2 separate regions of the Sus scrofa genome follow, and region 2 is linked to region 1. Evidence: chromatin contacts called from public HiChIP or PLAC-seq data. All regions are on one chromosome and are shown on one strand. Each heading gives the region's core, a stretch centred on a gene start, on an enhancer-like site or on the middle of the called end of the contact. The rest is flanking DNA. Distances are from core to core; before and after follow the strand shown. Region 1 overlaps WASF2 (WAS protein family member 2). Region 2 holds the start of WASF2 (WAS protein family member 2).

Region 1 (6,250 bases), core at 3,054-5,553:
GCTAAGAGTAAAAATAAAACAGGAAGCCAGCAGCTTGGGGAACAAGATTTCCTGTCACCAAGAGCAACAGCCCAAGAACCAAGAGAATCAGCTGTTTGCTCATAACTTTGAACCTCCCTTTAATAGTCACTGTGTGGCAGCTGCGCCTATCTTTGGGTGCAGAGGTGTTTCCTGAATATTTGTCTACTGTCTAAGGAAATAATTTTCATTCCGTTCCTCTGCTAAGTTCCCCTTTGACTCAATGGGTTTTCTAATCCAAACTCTGGACTTTCCCTTCCAGTCTAACTCTTCTTCTCTTTTACATAATGTAAAAGGTACTGGGTACTAAGATGCAAGCTTTAGTTAACCCATGCTGAAAAAGAGAGCTTAGAACAGAAAAGAAGGAAAGGGGTTACAAATCAAAGACTCTCACAGGGCTCTGTCCCTCTGGATGCCCTTAGATTTCAAACTTTCAAGCTTTCTGGAAGAACCAGAAATTCAGGGGTGTAGCCAGAGATAACTGAAAAATTGGTTCCCTCCATTAACGATCTTTTCAGAACTTGTTCTCAGAGGAGCTAAAGGAGCCAGCTCCCACTGAAATTCTGTGTCAAACGTGGCTACTGACAGGGCATTCCAGACATTCTCTTTGGATACCTAATGGAAACTGGATTCCAGATGGCTAGGTAAATGTCAGGCTGGGGGCGGACCTCAGGAAGCCACTTTAACGCTTTAGCATTTATGCCTTCCCAAGTACCTCGGGTAAGCAGACACAAATGGAGTCAACCCTGTGTCATCTGGGGAATGTTAACCTGGAAGGGAGTTCTCAACAGCAAGATAGCTACAAAGAGCCAGCTCCCATAACCAGCCAGAGTACTCAAGAAATTACAATGTCAATATCCATCAAGACAAAACAATTAGAAAAGTGAATCTCTTAAAAAAAAAAAAAAAAAAAAGTCAATCTGTTTCAGAGCCACCAAAGACAAGAGTCCCTATTATATGGAAATATCTGCATCACTGCTCATTTTTCTTCTGGATAATCAAGGTTAGTTGTATTCTGCCAGAGAAATATGGAATTGTGCATGATATGAATCACAATACTAACTTGACCAAGAAAAAAATCCTACATTCCAGTGAAGATAAACTTACAAATGGGCAAAGTCTTCCAAGGCTACTGACTCAACTCAGGTTCAAGTTGTAGAGTTGAGACATACTTGAATTAGTGCCCTAACTCTTGATGCTTTAGTAGCTGTGTGATCTTAGACAATTTTCCTGGAGACATTAAATAATATAACGCATATAAAATGTCCACTACAGAGCTAAGAAAAAAAGGTAGTTAATTTGTAGTTCCACAGACCTTAGGCAAATGTTGTAAAATCAACTTTATTCATTGATAAATATCTTAAAACATTTTAAACCATGGACATATTATGTAATAGAATGCAATATTCACATAAGTTTAAAGATGAGGAGTTCCCACTGTGGCACAACGTGATCAGGAGCATCTCTTTAGCACCAGAACGCAGGTTCAATCCCTGGCCCAGCACAGTGGGGTAAAGGATCTGGCATCGCCTCAGCTATGGTATAAGTCGCAACTGTGGCTCAGATCTGATCCTGATGGGGGGGGGGGGGCGGACTCCATATGCCATGGGGCAGCCAAAAAAGAAAAGAAAAAAAAAAAAAGATGAAACGCTAGACTTCAACGAAATTTGTGGGTTTTTTCCCCTGGAGGCTGCTCCCAGTTATGCTTCTGGACCCCTTGAAGAATATACATTCTCCCTCTCTTCCTCTCTTTTATTATATTATTATTATTATTATTATATATTTTTTGTCTTTTTAGGGCCACACCTGCGGCATATGGAAGTTCCCAGGCTAGGGGTCCAATCAGAGCTGTAGCTGCAGGCCTACGACACAGCCACAGCAATACCAGATCTGAGCCACATCTGCAACCTACACACAGCTCAAGGCAATACCAGATCCTTAACCCACTGAGCAAGGCCAGGGATCAAACCTGTGTCCTCAGGGATGCTAGTCAGATACGTTTCCTCTGAACCACGATGGGAACTCCTCCTCTCTTTTATACTGAGTTCCTCATCTGAACCACAGAACAAAGAAAATGATTAGAGTGACTATTTTCTCAATTCTCCTCAAGAGTATACATAACAAGCACCATTCCAGATGTACTGGAGAAAAGTTAATATGTTACATACAATGGACGCCTAACGGCATTAGGGTTTAATTCTCTCATGGAAATCCAGTTGAGAAAAGTTCCTCTTCATCAGTTGTCATTGAGTAGAAAATCTGTGGAGCACTGAGTGTTGAGGAACCACTGAATTAAGGAAATGACATGGTCAAATCTACATTTTAGACAAATCATTCTAACAGAATTAGAGAAGTTTTACTTAGGCAGGAGAAGTGTGGAGGTAAGAAGACCAGTTGGAAAACTCTTCCCAGGCCAAGAAAGAGATGATAGAAATGGAGGCCCACCAGAGCCAGCAAATATGAACTGAGAAACCAGACAGGTTGCAGGGGTGGGTTCAACCCTTTAACCCTATCCTCAGTTCTCTCTTGATAGTTCTGTACAGTTATACTCACAAAGTAATAAAATGTATGTTTCTTTACTACAAGTATTATGAAAAGAGCACAGCAGAAAATAATACAATGCTGTTAATCAACTATATTTGAATTTAAAAAACAAAAGCAAAAAATAAACAAAGCAATATGAAAAGAGCTAAACGCTAGTTCTAATAATGAAGAGCAAGTAAAGAAAACCGAGAAAGCAGTTGTTCTTAGCAGGAAAAAAAAAGTTCTGGGATACATGAAAGTGGAATGCCCTGTCTTTATAGAATCAATAAAGCTCATGATTCAGTTATACTTTACTTTGATTAGAGAAATTACATGATATAGCGATATCTGCTAATTTGGGGCCCTGAGAAGGTCTTACCTTGGGGGATGTTACACAGGAGAGGAATTAAATTAAAACCACTGAGATGACAAAAATTACAGGTAAGGAGACTTTGATAAAGTCAGTTCCTTTTCATTAGCGCTGTCCTATATGAGAGTAGTTTCTCTTCAGAGGTTAGGAGTTCCCTAGTACCATCTTCTGGATGACCAGCTATGAGAAGAGATTCCTAGCCTATAAGATGTTGAGAGGTCACAATGGATGACTTCTACAACACTTTCTAAATCATAATGATTTAAATCTCACTCTGGGCTTCAGTTTCCTCATGTGCAAAATAAAGGAACTAAACTAGATGATCTTTAAGTAAGGTTCTAAAATTCCTGGATTTGCTTCTACCTAAGTTGCCATAACCTCCTCACTTGGCCAACAGCCACTTGTATTCTGAACACAAGGCCAGATACACGTCTAGAGCCGGTAGAGAGGGGATGGATCATGGCCATAAATCAAACCTTGCTCCAAATCGAGATTCATCTAGTTACCAAGACCGGCAGGATCCAGAATGGTAAAAGGGACATTCCAGACAGAGCCCTTTGCACTCTGGGGCCTCCCAAAGCAATCTGGGAGTTGGCTACCCAAAGAAATCCAAAGGCAAGACTGGCTTTGGACCAGCTCCAGATATCCAGCCAGACTCAGCAGCAACCTCCATCTTTACCCCTGGATACTTTCAGCCTAAGGGACTTGAGAATGAATCCGAGAATAAATAAAAGATTTCAGGCATCCCTTCCTAGTCATGGCCTGGAAGTATACTGACCAGTCTAGACCGCCAGTAGCAAGATGGGATTCATGCTTTGAACTGGAAACAGGATAAGGTGTTCTTTGAGGTCCCTTCAAACAGTTAAGATTCTACAAATCTGTATATCTGAAGTTACCATGGAATATTTATATATCACACTTGGTCAGTGTAAAGCCAAAAGGAGACTTCTTCATGTAGCCTACACTCTGAACTCAACTCTGTTCCAAACAGCCTGCAGCAGGAGTGAGGTGAGGTGAGATGTAGGGGTTGGGAGGGTGGAAGAAGGTGATAAAGGAAGGCTGCATGTGAGAGAGCAGATGCACTCATCTGTACACTACCCTCTGAATTCCTGTTATTTCCAGGACAGAAGGCAGATGACTGCTCATTCTGGCAGTGGTATTCATTACTAGCTGTTTATTATAAACAAATAAACAAACTTTCATTAAGAGCCAAGGTCACTGATAACACCTGCAGATTTCTACGGTCACATCCAAAAGCAAGTATATCTGAGCTACAGCAATAACCATAACAACAGAAATGCTTCTCAAGGCAGTTCCTCTTTGAAACATACCCCCAAAACGCTGATCAGCAGTAGCAGGGGATGAGAACATGTGGGGATAGTGTGTGTGTGTGTGGCAATTAGGACTTCTGCTTTCACTTCAGCATTTCCCAGTTGTACAATATATAAGAGGAGCTCTGCTCTTATCAAGAGAGAAATCTATGTTAAAGAGTATGCATTCCATAGGGGTTCAAAAATCTCAAATGCAAAGTCAAATAATTATTTGACTTCAAAACAACAGACAACACAATCTAAGTGTCTATTAAAGGGTTTAAAGAGTATGAATTTACTGCTACCTATAGCAGTCCTCACTATCATGCAACAATCACAAGGAGGAATGCCTCATTATAGACCTAAGCACCCACCCACTTCCTACTGAAATATAGGGAAGGGCTGAACCTACAACTATAACCAGACTCCTTCCAGACACAAGAAATTAGTGACAAATCAGTTTAGGTCACTAGAGTAATGTCCAAGAGAGCTAGCAAGACAAATGGAACTCCTAGGGTGGACAGAGAAAAGTATCTGGCTGGGAGAACCAAGAAAAAAAAAAAGCTTACTTGTGACCTAAAACCAGGGGAAATTTCCAGTTTCATAAAGGAACGACACCAGCTATGGACCTACATTCAATAAATGTAAAGGTCCTTCTTGTCCTAATTCGGTTTTGGGAAAGTAGCCCAGAGAAAGAGGACTTCTAAACTATAGTGTCTTACTCCCTGAACACACTGTACATCTATCAAGGACTACTCACATCCGGTAATTTCCTAACTTTCCATTATCTTTTGGGGGCAATACCACCTTTTGTTCTTACTTTTATTACTCTTCAGGCTCTTCACAGCTCTTCTCCTAAAGCTAAAACTGGGGGATAACTTTTACCTTCAAAACTGGTTTCTTCTATTATCAACCATTCCATAGAAAATTGCCTTTAATTTTTTTTTTTTTTTTTTGCTTTTTAGGGCCACATCCACTGAGAGAGGCCAGGGATCGAACCAGCAACCTCATGGTTGCTAGTCAGATTCGTTTCCGCTGTACCACGACGGGAACGCCCCAAAATTGCCTTTTAAATGGCCAAAATTAAGCTCACTTTTTTTTTAGTAGGATCCATCTGGTTATCCAAAAGAAAATACACTTAACCTGTGAGTCAGAAACCTGGATTCTAGTTCTTAACCTAATGATAACTAGCATTTGAGAAAAAACTTTCCTTTTTTTATATGATTTTTATTTTTTTCATTATAGTTGATTTACAGTGTTCTGTCAATTTCTACTGTACAGCAAAGTGGCCCAGTCATATATATATATATATATATATATATATATATTCTTTTTCTCACATTATCCTCCATCATGTTCCATCACAAGTGACTAGATAATAGTTCCCTGTGCTAAATAGCAGAATCACATTCCTTATCCATTCCAAATGCAACAGTTTTGCATTAACCCCAAACTCCCAGTCTATCCCACTCCCTCCCCTTCCCCCTTGGCAACCACAAGTCTGTTCTCTAAGTCCATGAGTTTCTTTTCTGTGGAAACTCATCTTTCTAGTTCAGCTTTGAGGTGACTTAAAAAAAAAAAAATGCTTGAGAGATGCTAGGAAACTAAGATTTTGTTTGCAAAGTATTCTGAGCTCAACAACAAAGGATTTATTCATGCAAAATATTTCCTGTGTCTTCCATCTTTGCCTAAGTTCCTTGGTATGTATCCACTTAAATTATAATGTTATCACTGATGACTTTCAGTCACAGACATATTTTACTTTCCCAATCTAATGCCAATTTCTAGCAATACCTACTTTATCAAAGTGGAATGGTTTGAAACACTCCAAACTGGAGCTCTCGTTGCTGCTCAGAGGTTAAGAACTCGACATAGTGTCTGTGAGGATGAGGGCTAGATCCCTGGCCTCACTCAGTGAGTTACGAATCCATCATTGTCTCAAGCTCCAGTGTAGGTCACAGATGCGGCCCAGATCCACTCTTGCCATGGCTGTGCTAGGCCTCAGCTGCAGCTCTGATTTGGCCCCTAG
Region 2 (5,812 bases), core at 1,163-3,662, 47 kb after region 1:
GAATTGGAGCTGTAGCTGCTGACCCACACCACAGCCACAGCAACATGGGATCCGAGTCGCGTCTGCAACCTACACCACAGCTCACGGCAACATCGGATCCTTAACCCACTGAGAGAGGCCAGGGATTGAACCTGCGTCCTCGTGGATACTAGTCAGGTTCATTACAGCTGAGCCACAGGGGAACTCCTGCAATTCACTAATTTAAATCAGTTTTTTAAAAAAAGAAACCCAAAGACCACAACTGGTAATTATGTTGAGAAAAAGAATCATCTACTGATAAGTAACGTATTCACTAAGGTGTTCTGATTTTTTTTCATTAAATCAGACGGTTTAAGATTTAAAATTCTTTCATTCTAGAATACAACTTCTGAACATTGAACAAATTACAATTGACTTTTTCCATGAAAGCAGAGCCTCAGACGGGACAGTAACAGGGACAGTCTAAAGGTATTTCAACGGGAAGAGGAGTTTCAGAGTTCTTTCCTTCCTTCCTCCTTCAGTTGCTGCTTTTCTGGTTTTAGAATTTCAAACAAAGAAATACATATTGGCTCCACTGCTAAGAAACGCCCTCTTTCTCAGCAACTTCCTCTTCCAATTTTCTTCCCTACCACTGACATATGAGTACAATACACACTGCCGTCCTACCATTTTGATTAACCAAAAGCTCTGAGGCTTGGAAAAATTTCGGGCTGCAATTTATAGTACCCACTCTAGGTCCACAATTTTCATCATCTAGAAGTCAAATAACAGGAAGCACAAATAAAGGAGCATTTCACTTAATCAAGAGTCCGGCTACTGAAACTTTCACCCTGGCAATCAAAAGAAATTTGCACTAACAAATACGGAATTTCATCCATCCCAGGAAAACGTGGCCTTTTTGGGGAAAAGAAAAAGTTACTAGCCTGGCATCAACTCTGAATTGAGAATCAAGTCTATGCACCAATAGTTGGTGAACTTTCTTGTACAGGCCACACAGCAAGGATTCAAACTGAGTTTGCTGAGGTTCTGACACACTTCAATGTGACTTTTACAATTTAGAAATGGTCCTTTTCAACTCACAGGCTGAACAAAGGGTTACAATTTACTGTCTAGAGATCAAGACCCAGCCTGTCCCCATGCCAGAATTCAAGTAACTCAACTATACTTCAGTAAAATGAATTTTTTTTTCAAAAGTCAGTTCAAGTGTCTAGGACCCGACCTCTCCCCCAATGTGTGACAAAGCAAACTTCCTTTAAGTGGACAGTGAATTCTCCCTGGCTCAATGATTCTCAAAGGAAACACCTTCGTGTTGGTAAGCATTGCACTTTACTGTGTGACCTTGGGCAAGTTACTTAACTCCTCTGAAATTTAAGTTTCCTTATGTGCAAATTCTCAAGGGTAGCTGTAAAAATTAAATAAGAACATATGCCTAAACCAGGTATGACACATAGTAGGAGCACCATAAATGTTCCCCTTCCTCCTCCTAGTCCACCTGAACTCTTTTGGGCCTAAATTTCAATCAAAACCCCAAGAGGCTCCAAGGATTCCTTCCTCTTCTGTCTCTATGGAGACCTATATAAAACTTCCCCATCTCAAAGGCTCTAGGATCCTGGAGGACCAAGACAAGCACACTCCACCCCACTATAATCTGGGTTTACCCAGACCCTTCCTGGATGGGCCCCCGGAGCCAACTCTTCTCCTTACTCTGCAGACCATCCTGTAGACAGACAGACAGACACACACACACACACACACACACCTCCCTGCCACTCTGCAACTTAGGCCTAAAATCTCAAAAAGCACCTCAGTGCCTTCAGGGCCCTGAGATGGAAACTGAGGCTCCACCTGGGGAAGAACTTGCCCAATATCTCGGACAATGTCTGGGATCCAACTCTTGCACATCTGCCTGCAAAGGCTTCGCTTTACAAATGGGGGAAATGAGGCCCAGAGAGGGAAGTGACTTGCCCAAGGTCATACAACGAGTTGGTGGCAGAGCCAAGTCAGCTTGGGGCACTTCTCAGCTTCACAGGCCCCTCCAAGCCCACGAGGGGATCTCCGGGACACCTCCTCCTGGGGGAGGGAGGAGTGTACGGCAAGACACTACCCCGCGTTGCCGCTCCCCCGGCCTCTGCCGGTCCGCGACAGGAGGCGCGGCACCCACTCCCCCGAGACACAGAGCGGCTTGGGAGGGGCGGCCAGGTCGGCCCGGCGCCTCTGGGCCGGGCCCGCCCGCAGGGACTTGTTGCTCACCTTGTATCGTGCGGTCGCCCTCAGAGACGGAGGGGCTGGCCGGCCGCCTTTCTCTGCACGGGGTCTGCTCTCGCAGGCCGCCCCGCCGGCTGCCACACAGCCAGACCCCCCCCCTCAGCGCGCTACGCCCCCAGCCGCGATCACCCGGCACGCGTCCGCCATTACGCGATTCCCCGCCCTGGGATGCGGCCACACCCCGCCAACCGCCCTGATTGGTTCTCTGCCCCACCCGCCGGGGGCTTCCGGGTATTCCATTGGCCCGAGTGGAATGTCAGTTAAATAGCTACGCAAACGACGTACTCAATAGTACAGTCCCGGGAGCTCCACCCGAGCTACTTCCGCAATCGGAGTAAACAGCAAGGGGCAAACCAAATGAAGTGGGGGTGGATTTTAAACTTAAAAAAATTCCTAAATTCGAAGTAGGAGAGTCCCACCTAAGAAAATGTAAAACCTTGTAAAAGTGTATCAAATGGCTAATCCTCTTTGTTAGAGTTCAAAGAGCCAGAATCTCTGGTGGAAGGAAGGGGCCAGGCCCATGAACTTTCTGTAGCCACCCCTCAAGTTGCAGATATTTTTGACACTTTCCTCCGGGTCTCCCGCGGGGCAGAAAAAAGGGTGGGGAGAGTGAGTCATAGACTCCAGCCCGCTGCTAAGGGATTCATCCGGGGCGAGGCCCGGGGTCCTGTGACTGGGAGCTGGTTCTGAAAGGCCAGGGTCAGGTGAGTTGGACCCTGGTTCAGCCGCCACCTCACTCTGTTACCTCAGACAACTCTGAACTTATCTGGGTCTCAGTTTGTCCTTCCGCAAAATAGGAGTAGTCATGTCTGCCTCGTGTTCTAGAGTGCTTGTTAAGGATTCATGCATGAATGGGAATATGTGTGTCTTATCGATTATAAAAGGTTGCTGGCTGGATATCGAGATGACAAATTAACAGGTTAGCAAAGGAACCTCATTTAGGTATTCTGGAGCAACTGTGTAAGGCAGATACTGTCCTCGGTTTGCAGAAGTGAAAACGGAAAACTCCATGACTTACCCTGAGTCACCCAGAGGATATGAAACGACCTTGGGACTCAAACCTGTATCTTTTGGCTTCCATTCATGTATTTCTCCCTTCTGGGACTGGTGTCTCCTGAAAAAGACTTCCCTCCCCAACATCGTAGCATTCCAGGGAGGGTCTTGAAGATGCCTGGCCAGTCTCCCATCTCTCTGGCTACCATAGACTTAGGCACAGTCCACCCCCCAGCTATTGTTAATCACCAAGGTTCCTGGGAAAAGTGATCCTAGGGGTGCACATGAGCTGTTTCTGGGGTCCTCAGAAGCAGGAAGTGAGCCAGGGATGAAAGAGATGACAGATGGGTCAGCTAAGGCAGAATCCCAAACAAAGGGAGTTCCCTTTGTGGCTTAGTGATTAACGAACCTGACTAGGATCCATGAGGATGAAGGTTCAATCCTTAGCTTCACTTAGTGGGTTAAGGATCCGGTGTTGTCATGAGCTGTGGTGTAGGCCGCAGATGCAGCTTGGATCCCGTGTTGCTGTGGCTATGGCTGTGGCAGTGGCTGCAGCTCGGATTTGACCCATAGCCTGGGAACTTCCATATGCCACGGGTGCGGCCCTAAAAAGAAAAAAAAAGAAAAAAAAAAAAAAAAATCCCGAACAAGGACACAGAGCGCCAAGATGGGCATCTCCATGCCAGGACTTAAGTCCAGGTCTCTGCTCTCAGAACAGGGCTCTTTTCACTGTAAGATTGTTTTTCTCAGAAGGGCTGTGCTGCCTTGGCTATAATTCCTAGTCTTTCCCTCTCTAGAAAGGAAGGAAGCCAAAAAAGGAGTGGGAAGGGAAGTAGTCTAAGACTTTAGAAGGGCAAAAACCACCAAGTGGGTGGTGCCGACAAAGCCCCAGTGCCCGCTGAGTCAGTGACCTCCAGGCTCAAATTGGGACATGTGGTCTGACAACCAGTGACTATTTTATTTTGGCCACACCCATGGCATGTAGAAGTTCCTTGGCCAAGGGATTGAACCCACGCCACAGCAGCAACCCAAGCTGCTGCAATGACAATGCTGGGTCCCTAACCCAATGCGCCACAAGAGAACTCCCAACCAATGGCTATTTAAATCCTTACACTGGCCATCGGGTGTAGGAGACAGCAGGTGCTGTGCAGAGGTCAAAATCCGGGCAGACTGACCTAAGATTGAATCCATGCTCCACCACTTTCTCGCTTTAGGCCTCATCCGCCTTTTCTCTAAAGCAGGGATAACAAGAAGTTTGCTTGTGGTGCAGCAGGTTAAGAACCCGGTGTTGTCACTGCAGTGGCTTAGGTTGCTTCTGTGGTGCAGGTTCAGTCCCTGACCCGAGAACTGCCACGTGCCATGGAAGCAGCCAAAAAAAAATTAAAATAAAAAAATAAAATGGGGACAACAGAGCAGTTGTGAGGATTCAGTGAGTTAGTTGTGGAATTAATGAGTCATGTGTGTAAAGTGCTGATAGCTATTTATTCATTCATGGATTTATCCATTCAATAAAAAATTATTACACATCGACCATGGGTAAGGCAACCTGCCAGGGCTGCAGCTACGTTGGTGAGCAAACCAGACTCAGAGACCCTCATGGAGCTTACAGTTTGGTTGAGGAAGCAAGTTGTTAAATGATCAGACAAATGAAAATATAGTTAGAAACTGTAGGAATTCCTGTCATGGCGCAGTGGAAACAAATCCGACTAGGAACCATGAGGTTGCAGGTTCGATCCTGGCCTCGCTCAGTGGGTTAAAGGTCCAGCATTGCCGTGAGCTGTGGTGTAGGTCGCAGACACAGCTCGGATCTGGCGTTGCTGTGGCTCTGGCATAGGCCGGTGGCTACAGCTCCTATTAGACCTAGCGTGGGAACCTCCATATGCCGCGGGTGCGGCCCTAACAGGACAAAAAGACAAAAAAAGAAAAGAAAAGGAAAAACTGTGATAAGGAACCAGAAGGCAAAGTACAATGTGTATATGAAAGTGAATGTCAGGGAGTGGGGCGAGGTCAGTGAAGGCTTCCTGGTGGTGGTAGGAGAAGCGTGGCAGGCCAAGAGAAAGAGTGTGGAAGGCATCTAGGCCAACAGGGATAGTGGCATTGGGGAAGGAGGGTGGAGCTCAGGCCCAGGGTCCAAACAAATAAGGTGTTGCAGGGGCGGGAACCTGGCTTTGAAAGTGGGGCTGTTCTCCAAGGGTCTCTGTTTTTTTCTGACAGTCCCTGAAAGAACACAAGCTTTGAGGCCAACCTCCCTGGCTTTGAACCTTGGTTCTAGGATCTGGCCTTGAATTGTGTGACCTTGAGCAGTCACAAACCTCTCTGTGCCTCAGCTACTCTTCTGAGAAATGGGGATGGGGTAGAAGGGCACAAGGTGAGGCGAGGGGTGAGAATTCAATGTGGAAATGTATATAAAACATTCTGGCACACAGAAGTCATTCCTTCAATGATGCTTGATCTCCACAGCATGGAAGGAGGTGAGCCTGAGGAACAGATCAAGCAGATGCATTTGGGAAAGAGCTGATGCGAGTGTCTGTACACTGGGCAAGTTGTCCTCTGACTGTAATTGTCATAGAAGACT

What was found. HiChIP or PLAC-seq counts read pairs in DNA pulled down with a chosen protein or histone mark.
Region 2: a contact with region 1 is called in an H3K27ac HiChIP or PLAC-seq map of alveolar macrophages. The contact joins the promoter of WASF2 here to the enhancer-like site in region 1. A contact is called at or near these places in 18 of 47 Hi-C or Micro-C datasets (adipocytes, alveolar macrophages, blood and 13 more) and 2 of 2 datasets of contacts at active chromatin or transcription factors (alveolar macrophages and skeletal muscle).

Annotation. Positions count from the first base shown.
Region 1 is chr6:84,646,483-84,652,732 of Sscrofa11.1, forward strand. The region is part of intron 1 of WASF2 (WAS protein family member 2); the gene reads right to left. Among named protein-coding and RNA genes, the nearest start is that of GPR3, 40 kb to the left of the region's middle. Within about 2 kb of position 4,304, at least 9 of the 83 cell types and tissues checked have an H3K27ac peak or open chromatin away from gene starts, as enhancers often do. A contact at or near this core is called in alveolar macrophages and retroperitoneal adipose tissue, where this site is marked.
Region 2 is chr6:84,695,016-84,700,827 of Sscrofa11.1, forward strand. WASF2 (WAS protein family member 2) reads right to left here and starts at 2,413. Exons shown (of 9, transcript NM_001258444.1): 1 at 2,230-2,413. It overlaps LOC102165025 (a long non-coding RNA gene), which reads left to right and starts at 2,795. Exons shown (of 2, transcript XR_298616.3): 1 at 2,795-2,948.